Regions from separate parts of the Mus musculus genome. Here region 1 is linked to region 2. The links are chromatin contacts, called in public Micro-C maps. All regions are on one chromosome and are shown on one strand. Each heading gives the region's core, a stretch centred on a gene start, on an enhancer-like site or on the middle of the called end of the contact. The rest is flanking DNA. Distances are from core to core; before and after follow the strand shown. Region 1 overlaps BC055402 (cDNA sequence BC055402). Region 2 has its middle 28 kb from the start of 1700126A01Rik.

Region 1 (7,623 bases), core at 3,289-5,788, 110 kb after region 2:
CACATGTGGCCCTGACACTTGAATATCTAGATGCCACTGCTGTGTGTTCTCTTACAGAACTGGATGTGTGGGAAGGAAGAGGTCTTCTCTGACAGAGTCTCAGCTCTGTCGTTATGCCTAGCATGACACCAGGCAAAGGGAGGACACTCGATAAATAGCCATTGAGTATTTATGAATGAATACAGCAGGCCCAGAGACACGCAAGCTCAGACAAATCTGTCGTGTGGTCATGGACACTTGCCCTTGTCAGCCCTTTCCTTCACAACCCTGAATTCATTCAGTACATTCCAAGGTTTCCTTCCCGGCAAAGCCTTTAGAATGGCCCATGCCAACCCGATTAGCTTTGCAGCTGTTGAGAAGTGAATGGGACAGAAACCATTTTCATAGGTCTGCCAGGCCCAGAGTTAACTGCCTTTTAAAAGGGGGTTTCTGATAAGCAAAGCTTCCCCTGCCCTCAAGCCCTTAAACATTTATCTGTAAATATTTAACAGCAATAAAGAGACGCATGAAGGTGAACGGACTCATCCCTCAGATCTTTATGGAGCAGAGTGACCATCCACTGCTCACTTAGAAACATTCCTCCGCGTTTCAGCCTTCAGAGTTTCCAGTCTCCTTGGATCATTTACTGCCTTAGCCAACCTTCAGCAAATACCTCTTTGCACTCTGACCTCCAGCTTCTTCTTCCAGAATTCTTGGGGGATACCTGACTTGTTAGCTCACTTTGGGACTCACAAATGTGAAGGCTAACCTTCACTGTCTGAATGGAAGAATTCTGCCCGAGCACTTGCAGGAGCACTCTCAGTGGTGTAGAGAACCGAGTGTCCGTTGCCCTGGTTGAGTCTGTTAAGTGTCTTAGGAATGAAACTGTTGCAGAAGCAGCAGATGCCCTCTCCATGGTCCAGCTGGTGCTGATTTACATAGGAAGAACTTGGCTAAGGTTATTTACTGTCGGTGTATCTGAGATCAAGTCCTCTCTGTCCGAAGATGGAGCTTCCTTCCCATCACAGAGTTCAGAGGACCAATCAATCAAACCCAATTCATACCCAGATGAATTTGCTTTTTGACCCATTGGAATGGCTGCCAGATTGAATGGGTTAATTTAGCCCAAAGGGGTCATCCTAGAAGCCCCATCTTCCTCCTGGTGTACTACCATGACAGAAATACATAGTGAGTGAACCTGGGAAGCCAGGACAGGCTGGCCAGGGGAGTTTAGCTACCTGTTCAATGCACTCTGATGTCTGAAAGGCCATAGGCTCAATTGCCCAAGCCACTTCATCTTGGGTCCCCTCCTTGTCTGAGAGCACTGCCAGTGGACAACCCAAGTGTTACCTGGAGCCAATCCTCTCCTCTCCCACTTGCCATGTGTGACCTCAAGTGACCCACCTCTAATTCAAGTTCTAATAACGACCTAATCCTACCTGCCCTAAAGGTGAGTTAGGAGGTTAATGGCACAATCATTGCTTCACCAAACAATACATTAGCCCTTGTACTGTTGTTGTTACCCAATAAACAGGTACTGCAGGCAGCAGCCTTCATAGCCAGGGTCCACCAGGGCCTTGGGTGCTCTCGCATTTGGAGTAATATACCTCCCTGTGAAGACATTTCCATTTGTCATTTAAAAATGTATTTTTCCGGTATTCTCTTAAGTATAGACACCATATTAGACAGGAACAATGTTGACGGGAAATCTGCCTGGAAGAATCCTATTGAAAATAGTCATATCTTCTCTAAGATGAGCAGAGCTATTCTTGTTGATTAAAACAAGAGGTCTCTTAGTGAACCAAAATATACAGAGGAAGATTTTTAGTGTGCTAAGCTGAGGCGTGGTGCCCTCTGAGGGCAGAGCCTGCTCACTGGCCTCACTCCCTGCACCATCTCTTGGGGTCCTGCATGTGGCCCCAAGCTCTGACTTTTGAATGATGGGTCTCACATTATATTCTCAGTGGGCTCCACCCAACTCCCAGCTATCGATGTACATTGAGTAGTTCATATTCTACCAACATTTGCAGTTGTCAGACGCTCACAAGGGCTGTGGGTGTAGCTCAGTAAGTGCTTGTTAGCATGTACAGAGCCTGGGCTTCAACCCCCAGCATCGCCTAAACTCAGTGTGGTCGCACACGTCCTCCAGCCCAGCACTTCCGACAGAGAACCAGGAAGCTTGAGCTCAGCCTCAGCCATACTATATGTCTGAAGCCAACCTGGACTACATGGGCTCAGAAAAACAAAAAGAAATAAGAGAAGGCACCCAGAGCTGGTGGAATGCTTCAGTTAGTGAAGTGTTTGCCATAGAAGCCCCAGTCACTGAGGACAGATTCTCAGCAATCACATGAGAGCCAGATGGGCTAGTTCACACATGTAATCCCAGCCTTCAGGAGGCAGGGATAGGTGATGTCCTAGAGCCTCATGTCCAGCCAGTTTTGTAGGCCAGCGAACTCCAGGTACCTAACCTAACCCATACAGGGACTGCTTCAAATGCCTACATGGACCTGCTGCCACACCATCCCAGCATTGTCTCTATTCACTGTTCCCTTGGATTTTTAGGAGCCTTGGAGAACTGATGAGCATGAGGCAGTCAGGGGTATCTCCTTCAACTGGATTCAGTAGTGCTCCCTAGATTCAGCAGTGCTCCCTGGATACAGTAGTGCTCTCTGAATTCAGCAGTGCTTCCTGAATTCATTGGTGCTCCCTGGATTCAGCAGTGCTCCCTGGATTTATCAGTGCTCTCTGGATTCAGTAGTGCTCCCTGATTATTAAAAATACTTCCCCACTCCTCAGAGCCTCCAAGTTTCTCAATACCAAACACTGAAATAACAATTTGGATCTCTCCCCAGCCCAGCTTTCTCTGGTTCGTGTCTAGTCCTGAGGCTGTGGATGTCCCTGTATTGTTTTTCTACAGCATGAGATAAAAAACAGTGTTTTAGTTGTTTGATTTTTACTGGGTGATTAGTCTAGGCATGATAAGGGGGAGAGCACGGGGAGCATTATTTTATTTGAAAGCCAGAAGCACATAATGTTTATTAATAAAGAGCCTGGTTTACATAGATTTTATTATTATTGAGCATAAAATGGTTTATATTACAAGCAAGGGTGAAATTACTAACTAATTAGCCTGCGAAGATCATGTTTAATGGAATATATAAATCTAGGGTGTTGCTTTGCCTTTTCCAAACCTTATGGGTCTTACTCATTAAACACACACATATGCAGCCTTAACGCTGGACAGGGGATTGTGAAACACAGCTCAAGGTCAGATGACTAATTGTGCACTTACCTGTGTCCAGAATCGCAGGGCTTTGAATCCCTTAGCTCTGAAGGAAGTCTGACTCACAGCACAGCTGCTACAGCTTGAAGCTGAATCCAAGGACAAATAATAGCAATTGAGGAAAGCAAGAGAAGGTATCTGCTAAATTACCTCCCCTCCCCCCTTCCCTCTCTTCTCCTCCCTCCCCTCTCTTCCTCACTTCCCTTCCCTTCCCCTCCCTCCCTCCCTCCCTTAAGGCCCTTTCTTTCCAGTATCTTGAAGGATCCTGAAGCCTTTGTCAACACACCATGCCCAGATATTTCAGTTAGATTTTGTAACGGCATAATAAAATGTGTCACACACTGCAAGAAACTGTAGGTCACATGAAGCACAGTGTAGGAAGACAGTGGGGACATGTTCTGGAAAGAAAATTAAATCCCCCAAATTTGGAAAAACAGGTAACCCTAAATAATTTCCTTATATTCCCCACCGAATAAAGTAGGGACTGAATATTCGAAGAGGAGTCCAGGCTTCAGCCGAAACAGGGGAGTGGAAGGCACATGACAGGAGACAGGACACTTCACCCTATTCAGAGATGTCACTGCCTGCCTCCAGGTGGCTCTGAGGCCAAGCAGTCTCCTTCCTCTCTACCTCTTCGCAGTTGCTTTCCACAGGGCACTAAAGCTTTAAAGATGTCTACAGTGCACCCCCACCCCCACCTCCACTTCCCTGCCCCAAATCTTGATCATATTAAGCTTAATGTCTACTACCCGACTGTTCAAAAGTTGAGTGACAAATGTGTCATAATTCTAGCTTTTTGTTGTTGTTGTTCAAAATTCAAGTCACCACATAGTGGACTGCTTGCCTGCTCCTGCTCTGGAAGAGTGAATGAAGGGTCCCCAGGTCAGGGGATTTCCTTGCTCGGACAAGAGTTCTTTGATCTGCCCTTTTGGGTGATGACAAGAAGCAAGATGAAAGAGAAACAAAACTCCCAGGTTAGCTCCTCTGATAACCCCAGGCTGCTTTTCAGTTTCTGGGTGACGGACCCAACAGCCCTAAGTGATTACATTACTCACGATGAAGATAACGCTGCCTGCTGCCTTAATGTCCCTGTCATTTCGTTTTATGGGAGTGCTTTTGTTTTAATGTCACAAATCAATGCAAATCTAGACATACCAGGCCATAAGATTTGTATTCAGGAAATCTGTGTTTGAAAGAATCCAGTGTTTGCTCTGGGGGCCCAGTCTCCTTGGACACCAAGGGTGTTTGGCGGCTCTGGGAGAGCGCCTGCTTGGCTCATACTATTTAAAGATGAACACTGCCCCCTGCTGTCCATAAGGCACATTGCTGCCAGACGAACTTGGCTGGAAGGTGAAAATCACCCACCTTTGTATAACAAGGGGATGTGGGTGGGGGGTAATTTTAGTTTTTAAACTTATTTGTCAGTTCAGAAAAATTATGACTACAAAAAATTACTACTGGGAGGCAAGACGATTCGTTTTATTTTACCATTGTTGCTAAGTCGTTTTAATGAACTATCACCAGAGGCAAAAATACATTGAAGTAAAAGGCACAGAGAAGAAAACCTCTCTAGCCTAGAAGCTCCGATGACAAGACACAGGGAAGAGGAAACTCTGAAGAAGGTTTTGAAAGATTTCGGTTTGACTGTAGTTGGGCAAGGCATCCAAAGACAAAACGAATACCTGAGCCAAACTGGAGATTTTAGAGAGCTCCTACAAGCCACCGCGGCACCCATCCAGGGCCTGTCCCCTGCCTTTGCAGCCTGAGTTTCACTGGGAGTTCCCAAGCCAAGGAATCCAAGATGTTCTAAGAGGGTGACATTAGAACAAAAACACTCCCATAAAACAAAATGGCAGGGACATTAAGGCGGCAGGCAGGCAGGCAGGCAGCGTTATCTTCATCATGAATAATGTAATCACCCAGAAACAGAACTCCACAAGGACACCCTACGAGGTACCATCCCACCATCCCCACTTCTATCTGGAAACCAGGCACTCCCAGATCACCGTCCACTCCTGCAAAGGTGATACCTTTAACTGAGCATATAGGAAGCCTCCTTCAACAACTTTGAGAGGAGGTACTTAGTAGATCCTAACAATCACCACTGGAGAACCTCCTGGCAGGGAAGGGAAGGGAGCCAAGCTCTTGACTTTAAAATCCCAGGCATAAACAGGCACACTGAGCCAAAACTCACTCCATGCTGCTGGAAGGCAGGGCTGCTGGCGACAGCTAACATTGGCACATGTCATCAGGTGCCCATTGCTCCAGATTCCGAGGTCATCCAGGACCTGTTCTTTACAACACAGGCTACCTCTAGAGTGACTCACCATCTTGGCTTTTTTTTTTTTTTTTGACACAGCATTTATCTCTTCTTTATAAGCTAGAAAATTCAGAATTATAGAGAATTAACTGTCATATGTTCAAGAAGCCAATGGGTACCCCAGACCCTGCACTCATTCTGCCTGTAAGCCTGTGAATTAATAAACTGCTCTTTGAATTCTCTCCTCCCATCTCCCTCAACTACCAAAACGCTCTCCAAAGTCACACTCAGGGCAGGGAGGGGAGCAAGGGGAGGGAGGGGAAGAAGGGGAGGGAGAGACAGAGCAAGAGAATTGTGCTGAGCAAGCAAAAAATGCCTAGTGAATATACACCCAATTTTTTGCTAAATTCCCTATAGAAGTCATCTGACCAACAACATTTTATATTTTAATCAGAATTGTCTTTGCTTCCCTCCCTTCTCTCTGGGGTGTCAAGGAAATGTCAGCTGTGATCCCAAAACATTGTTGAAAACTTTCATAAACACACACACACACACACAATTCCTGTGTTTGAAATTGAGAGGCTGTGTGCTGTTCTGTTGAACTCTCGCGACAGTCTGTCTACTCCACCTAGAGGGGCAGCCGGGCTCCATCATCCATGCTGTATGTATCGCCCTCTTGGTTAGCTGGCAGGCTTTTGTTACCAGACAGGTTGTTACGGTGCCCTGTGCTTTGGTTCCAATCATCTTTATATAGTAGCACAGCGGGATATATCAATGACAATGTCACTGTCCTCGTTTGTCTTGTCACTCAGGGATTTTATCATCTCATATTATCACAAGGAGAACACAGCAAGAAGCATAACAAGACACAGGAAGAAACCACATCTGCCTCGCCTTTACTGCAGTGCACTGTTATAATGGTCCTTTTTTTTAGTAGTTACTGTTGTCAATCTCTTATGGTGCCTAACTTATAAACTGAGTGTTATTATAAGTATATGCATGTAAGTATTGATATGGCCTCTGAAAATGCAGACCATCCTAGAATGTATCTCCCATGGATAAGCTGCATATCCTGAGTGTTATGTCACAAACATTGATGGGCATGCCTGTGTCTTTCTACACATTTGTGTCTTCTCCATACAATGAATTTCCAGAATTCATTGACTAACCAATAAATTCACAGGCTCTATCTGTTTGTTGGCTGTAATTTACCAAAGTGGTCCCAATTTCCCTTGATAGCTGGCCACTGGCAAACTCGGATTCTTTTATTCCAATCTTAATTACTAAAGTTAACTCTCAAATCATATGTTAACATTCCACAAGATTTACAAGCACAGGGTTAAAGGATTACAAAGAGAGGTCTATGGAGGCTGCAGAGTTCAGAGAGGATATCCTGAAGTCAGGGAGAGAGAACTGTGCTCAGAAGAAGTCTGCAGAGGACCAAATAGAAATGTCCTGTGGGTACGAGCTGTGCAGACATAGTTATCAAAGTCAGGTTTGGGTGACAGGCCCCTTAAGGGTCAGTCTGAAGTGGGCTGAGTGTCACGGGCAGGAGAAACTGCACCTGGGCTGTAGCCAAGAACAGATCAAGACTTTTGCCTTCAGCACTTTCTGGACACAGCTGAGGACTTGCCCAGGTGACTGGTGGGCGTGTCTGCTCTTTTGGTCACGGGTAGCCCTTCTTTCAGTCTCAGGTGCGGAGTTTCCATCTGGGGTGATTAATAGGCTCATATGTCACGTGGTTCTGATATGTCTTGGTATATTTTCAGGTGTCATAATTTATTGGCACAAATAAATTATTTATCAGTTTGTGCCTCCTGGTGTTGGCAGATGGTAGCTGTTTATGCGCACAAACAAGATGTAGAGTCATTGTTTTTTGGCACTTACACTCAAAAGAGAGTAATTCGGGTCAGATTTGTTGCTTTATAAAGTGGAGTCATGTTAGGCTAGGCGCAGCCTGATATTCTGTGCACCGAGACACACAGCCTGCTCTCCCTGTACCTCTGTCCTTGGAACTTACCCCATGCCTGCTGCGTTCATGGGTCGGTATGGAAAAATTCCGTTCTGAGATTCTCTCCTTGATTTCACTCCTTTTCATCTA
Region 2 (6,740 bases), core at 150-2,649:
CTCCCAGGAGGGGGCAGTGACACTCCCTAGGACCGGCCCACTTGTCCCAGAGGCCTGAAAGCTGAACTAGAAAAACAAAGGATGAGGCGCCTGGAGCTCACAGGCCTCTGGTCTGTCTCTATCCACCATCTCCAGACCCAAAGCAGGAGAACTGAGACAGGAAAAGCAACAGCCACCATGTCACCAGCTTTCTCATCACAGCAGGAGCGACCAAAAATAAGACGGCCTGTCTATGATAGGAAACCAAATTATTAAGAGCATTAAACGCTGAAAGATTGCCGCCCTTTACGCAGGCTGCAGATCTCTTGTCTCACTTGTCAAACACGGGTTCATTTTTGACACTGATTTCTTAAATTTCCGCTGACTTGGCAATCCGCAGCCACTTCGCACAAGCTCTGTAATATCTTAAAGACTTCACAGCTAAGCAGTTAGAAAGGATTTGGGGTTTAATTCAGCTCACTGACCTGTTTAAGAGAATAACGGAAATAAAACAATTTTCAGCTAAAGGATGGAAAGGGCCTCTCTCGCTCTGAAAGACTCTTTGTATCAACGCCATGAATCAAATGGTTTGTCTAAGTGGTTATTCTGTACCACCAGTGAGGGCGCAGCAATGTGGCCGTGAATCACATTTAATAACTTGTGGTTAGCTGTCATGAACACTTAATTTGATGTTGAACACAAACCCTGCAGGGCCAGAGGGGGCTGGGGAGCAGGGAGGTGGTTGGGAGTGGGGGGCAGAGAGTTAGGATTCACTTGGGGTCTCTTGGTTTCTTCTCTGGTTGCTGCAGGTCACATTCTGTCTGCACTTGGGTCTACAGCATCCTTAGAGCAGGACTGCAGAAGCATTTGAATTCTTGGCATCTATTGTCCCTTGGAGCTTTCCTGGGGTCCTCCTGTCCCCATCAGGAAGGCTCACTCAGTGCCACAAGAACACTGCCACCCTTCGCACTATTCTAGTAGTGGAGAGAAGTCAGGCTGCCTAGAAGAATTCCAAGTGTCCAGGGAACCCACAAAAGGTTTCTTGCAGCTTTTTAGCTGTCTGGCGTGCAGCAGAAACCCCTCTTGTGTCAACTGCTAAACACTGCTGTCCCTGTGTCCTGAATGGAATGCGCCAAAACTCTGGAAGACCACAGCTTCACATGTCGGCCATGTGTGCTGGCGGCAGCCGGCTCCAGCCGCCTCAGACATTTTAATTTGTCACTCGGGAAAGCAGATGTGTCAGGGAGTTGGAGAACTTGGGAGGTGACCACAGCAAACTCCCTGAGGGGCCTACCCCACCAGGACCTCTGATGAGCCTCATCCAGGCAGGCTCAGAGCAGAGGGGGCAAAGAGAGGGAGAAGCTATCCCAGGCCTGGGCACACAGCGGGAGGAAGGCCATGTCCCTGCCTGGGATTGGGACAGAGACTGAAGTCTGAGTCCCTGTCATCACCTGCCTAGCACTCTGCAGGCCCTGTATTGCATAATCCACATCAGCAAAGTGCTTTCCAAGTGTGTCATTAACATTCTCAGTGGCCCTTTGAGTAGCACACCTATCCTCCGAGATTTCTTGAAGTTGGTGTGAGGATCTGTTCACTGTCCTTTAAATTCCACTTTACATCCACATGAGCCCCAGGAATAGGTCCCATTTGTTACACTTTACTTTATACTCAGGACATCTGCTTCTGAGGGAAATGGAATTTGACATTAAAAAAAATGTCCTGTTTTCACAGTGAAAAGGAGCCAATAAATGTGTTTTCAGGTAGCATCCATGCCTTTGAATCAAAGCAAACTCTAATATATTCAATAAACACTAATTAAGTTATAACACCTCTGAAAGCAGTAAACACTCTTGTGGTATTCCAAGAAACTGAGAGACCTTCTCTTTCTCCCCACCAACACCTTTACCTCTGCCCAGCCCTCATCCACCCACCACAGAAACTACACCGTTGCTCAGTGCCACTGACAAATGAAAGTCAGAACAAATTATTCCCACTGACACCATGGGTGTGAAGAGTGAATTGTCTGATATATTTTTATTTTAATGCACCTATTCAAGTAAGAGAAAAAATTATCTTAAAATCCAAACTATTGAGATAAAAGCAGCAAGGGATAAGCTGCTACAAAAACAAACAAACAAACAAACAAACAAACAAAATACCACCACCAGCAAAACAACCTGCCACTTAACAGATTCGTTATCCATGAAATAAAAAGGCATATGCTTGAAACTTTGGAGCCTTAAAAATGAACAGGTACATTTAAATAAGAATTATGGCATCAAGTTTCATGGGGGGCAAATTAGCCCTCATAGTAAAAATAACAGACACATACTTGAATAAGAAAACATTAACATAGTAGACAAACTGGGAAGGGCCACTTTATCGGGATCCATGAAGTTGGGGGATGGGAAGCAAATAATTTAAGACCTGAAAATCTTTGATTACTTAAATATTTCATTTAAGCAGACGTGAACTAAGTTGCCTTTTATTGTTTCACTCATTTTCATAAGAAGGAAACTGAGGCGTGGGGACTCCTGAAAGTAGCCTGAAGCCCTGAAGCAGACTGGTGAGTAACAGAGCATGCATGAGAACTAACTGCACAACTGTATCGCTTCCTCGGCTGCTTTCTCCACCAACGTCTACAAGCAAGATAATTTGCTGAACCACAATTTTACAGGGCAGAAATTGAGGCAAATATAGGTTAAACCCCCACCCACACCCCCCAAAAAAACAAGAAGCCAATTGATAGCAGAAAGAGTTAGAGGAATCTGAACTGCCCATACCCAAGACAATGGTCTTTAAGATGTGATTTTGTTAAACAATTTAAATTCTCAGAATATTATGGGTAGCCTGAAAATATGCAGATAAACATATGAAAACGCGCCCCAACGACTTCCTTCTTACTCACTTTCCAGCCGAGATTCTCTTGAAAGAATTCTCAAGCCTTCTTTTCCAAGTAGGAGGACTAATCCTGAGACAGGGCCCTGTGACTACAGGGCACAGGAATCCAGAATGGGGAAGCTTAGCGAACTTCTCCACACTCAGCTTCCAGTCTTTCGACCTGGCCTCAGCAAGAAGGCAGAAAGCGCATTGTCCACAACAGTTTACACATCCACAGACATGCTAAATTCACTAATTCTGAGGTGTTCGTCCAGCGTGTGCCTTCCTACAGCTCACCTCACCTCTGAAGGGAGTTGGGGGAGGGGGGCTGGAAGAAGGGCAGGAAGAGGGGAAACCTGCAGGATTCTGACTTGGATGGTTAGACCGCTGTTTTTAGCATCTCAGTCAACAGGCTTTCTGCATGCCACATCTTCATAGAAATCCTATCATCAAAGCCACCAGACACTATATTTGTTTTCTAATTACAGACCCCGAGCTAACACTTACTTTTTCTTCCCTGTAATAACAACAACACTTTGTATTTATCTAGCGCCTTTCTTCCAACAATCTCAAGATGTGGCCCAGACATTAACTCTTGAACCCCAGGTCTCTGGGGAATCAGTGGTGACTTTCAGTTTCTACATTTTGAAGGTGGAGAAAACAAGGCACGGGGTAGCCAAGACTTGACAGGACAAAGGACACAGTGAAGGACATGGTGATTGGGTCTTAAAGTAATGGCACCTCTTCTCCCATTCAGAAGTTGACTAGGAGACAGCCAAACAGTTGGAAGCTGGTGCCCACAGATGATACAGGACAATACCAGAGTCAGGCCAGTCAGGAGCTGTCACAACGTTTCAGGAATGTTACAAAGTGACTAAGGTACAGGGAGGATGACACAGAGCAAGATTGTACCACCAAAAATAAGGAGTGAGGATGAGACAGAGTGGGATTCCATCAGGATCTCGGCTTCAGCAAATGATGCCCATCCCAGAAGCTACAAAACCCAACCCAGGAGAAGTTCGACTATGGAGCAACTTGCAGAGTTGGAAGCAACAACAGGCTTGCAATCTTCCCCAGTGCTTTAGTGGCCTGGGCTGTAAGAAAAGACAAAGGTAAATTCCTCTAAAGGTGAAATGCACCTAGGCTAGGGGTGACAGGAATAGAAGAGTCTGCTGGCTTCTGTATGAATGCCACTCTGGCCACAAGGTCCAGCTGAGGGAAAAGCAGTCACGTTGTGGAAGCAAGGAAGCAGGGATGGGGACTGACAATAAGAAAGACCAGAGCGCAGGAGATTGCCTCAGTCTCCCAGATGTTAAGCAAAGTTTCAAAGCCTTACTTTCTAGTTTCCATCTCCCAAGTGACATGTCCTCCTCTTGTCCACAAGGACACATGTGAGCCTTAAAGGCCATATGTGAGCCTCTGTTAAAGAGCTTACTAATTAACCATCCATTAACCCCCCAATGATCCATTCTACATCCCAATAAAAATATCAGTGGTTTTTGACATGAAGGTTCCTGATGACCCCCTCTTAGTTTTTGGTCATCTCCACATTCTTTTTGAAATACTTGTCTTTGACCGATTACCTAGTCTTGAAGCAACCGGCATTCGAACAAGTCATCCCATGGTTTCTCTTTCCTGAATAATGTGGAAGCATTTCTCCATCATCTCTCACAGATGTATCTGAGAGGTGACATCATGAAGTGAGGCTTACAGTCCTGGGACTGGAGAGATGATGGTCCCAGAAGTGACACATGCTTCTCTGAGAAGGACTGACTCTTTGTTTCTTTGCCAGCCTGCCCAGGTCACATAAAATACACAGTCAACCCAGGAGTCAAACCTCCATGTTGTCATTCCTTCTTATGACATGCCAGCACAATGGAGAGAGAAGTCATGGATAGACTGCTGTTTTCTAAGATAGTTCCTAGCATGGTTTGTAATTAAGTAATCATTAATGTCTTACTTTCTTAGTATTTGTCTCCTCCATTAGACCAAAGGATCCATCAGGGACAGAACATATTTATTTTATTCTTTAGCGTCTAGCCAATTCTATTTGCTGAGTAAGTAAGTTTATATTTTAAAAATGGTCTTGAGATCTCTCATCTGACATCAAGCTCATAGACTTGAATCACAACATAGCAGCTTCCTTGTATAAAACACCCATCACCATGGTGATGTTATAGCTCAGCTCTGGTGACGTTATAGCTCAGCTGTTCTGCAAGGCAAGGCTATGTCTTTGTCCCACTTGGGAAAGTTCTTGCTGCCACAAGTGAGTCAGACTTAAATGCCCACTGAAAGAGTGACAGTGAAGAATAGTCAACAAGCTTTTGTTACAGTGGTCAGGACAATGACTGCTGCAATTCTATGAACTGTATTGTCTCTATCACACTGTCCAATTCTCCTGTTCATTCACAAGAGTAGCCATGGACAATTACATGAACAAATGAGTGTAACTGTTCCAATTAAACTTTACAGAAAAACTCAGTGCCTGTAGTTTGCCAGCCCATGGGGTAGGAGGTTAGCAGGACACAAAGAACTCACACTGGTCTAAAACTATGGTTACCCTGCCCGGGAGGTGTGCCTGAGACTGCTGTGTGAAGCAAGGCAACAACTTTCTCACCGATTCCAAATGGGATTTGTCTGTGGAATCCATCAATCATAACCTTATCAAGCGAGGGATTTCTGCCTATTTTGAGTCCTAATAGAACAAACTTAAACACCCACAATGGTGGCTAAGACCTAGGAGGAGCTCCGTAAATGTACATGGAAGGAAACTGCTACAGCTTTGAGGCTGAGAAGACATTTTGCTGTCAGCGAGGTCACCTGCCTTTGTCATCATTCCACGAGGATGTGTGGCATGCTCAGTGTGCCCCTGGCACTGTGCTAACACTGGGTTTCAGCACTAAGCAGAAGAAAGCGAGTCCTGTCATTATAGGGCCCATCATTATAGGGCCTCATCCATGAGGGATAAGAAAGGGAACCAGTGTGTGGCCAGTCCATGCCTCTGAGGGGCAAATACCAGCTGCTATGTGGAGAAACAGTATCAAAGACTAGGCGTGAGCTTGGACATAAAGGAAAGTACCCAGGTACTACGGGATGGATGTCCATACCTTTACACTCCGTCTTGAAGTCCCAGTCCTACAGTGAGGGTAGGGGGAAGAGGGGGTGTGGGGGAGTAGGGGGGATTGAAACGAGGAAATCAGATCGTGAAGGTGGAGCCATTATGATATGATCCCAGAGTAGAGTTATAAAGAGATCCCAAAGAGCTCTCCTGCCTCGTTCTACCACGTGAGAATACAGGAAGCCTGCAGCCTGCAGCCCGCAGCCTGAGGTCACTGTTTATTCTAGACCAAAAGTTGAAGGATCTGGGTGGCAGGCTTGGGAGTCGGGATAGACTACAGCTCAAAGGACACTACCACGACCATACTACAGCAAAAGTTGAATATGACCTGAAGTCCTCACTGCAGCTCTGTCAAAGGAAGATGTGACCATCAGCCACAAGGCCATCGATGAGGATGGCTATGTAGAAATCGTATTTAAAACCATGGTTTTTTTCTCTCATTTTCATGCTCACCTCCATCCTTTTGACTCTGCTCACTAAACCAAGCCAATTTCTCAGCACCTATCTCTATGTCTGAGTCTCCGCCTAGGGTTTCCAAGCTGTTGATGAATCAACATCTATTTGGGGCATCTGCACCAATCAGGACCTGTACCCAACAATTTGACAGATCTGCGACCCTCAGCTCCCTCATTTCCTTTAAACCTGACTCAATTTGGCCATCACATCAGAGTATTGCATTTAAGAACACATTACTTTGAGCTGGGCGTGGTGGCGCACGCCTTTAATCCCAGCACTCGGGAGGCAGAGGCAGGCGGATTTCTGA

Evidence for each region. A called contact is a pair of places that touch in the nucleus more often than the background predicts.
Region 1: a Micro-C map of palatal mesenchyme shows a contact between it and region 2, with 2.0 times the contacts expected there. The contact joins two enhancer-like sites. A contact is called at or near these places in 8 of 484 Hi-C or Micro-C datasets (cortical neurons, cranial neural crest, embryonic fibroblasts and 4 more).

Annotation. Positions count from the first base shown.
Region 1 is chr1:57,201,258-57,208,880 of GRCm38.p6, forward strand. BC055402 (cDNA sequence BC055402) reads right to left here. Exons shown (of 7, transcript NR_037990.1): 4 at 7,543-7,623; 5 at 5,457-5,642; 6 at 3,272-3,351; 7 at 1-1,590. Among named protein-coding and RNA genes, the nearest start is that of BC055402, 9.9 kb to the right of the region's middle. Within about 2 kb of position 4,539, at least 28 of the 459 cell types and tissues checked have an H3K27ac peak or open chromatin away from gene starts, as enhancers often do.
Region 2 is chr1:57,095,727-57,102,466 of GRCm38.p6, forward strand. No RefSeq gene overlaps it. Among named protein-coding and RNA genes, the nearest start is that of 1700126A01Rik, 28 kb to the right of the region's middle. Within about 2 kb of position 1,400, at least 24 of the 459 cell types and tissues checked have an H3K27ac peak or open chromatin away from gene starts, as enhancers often do.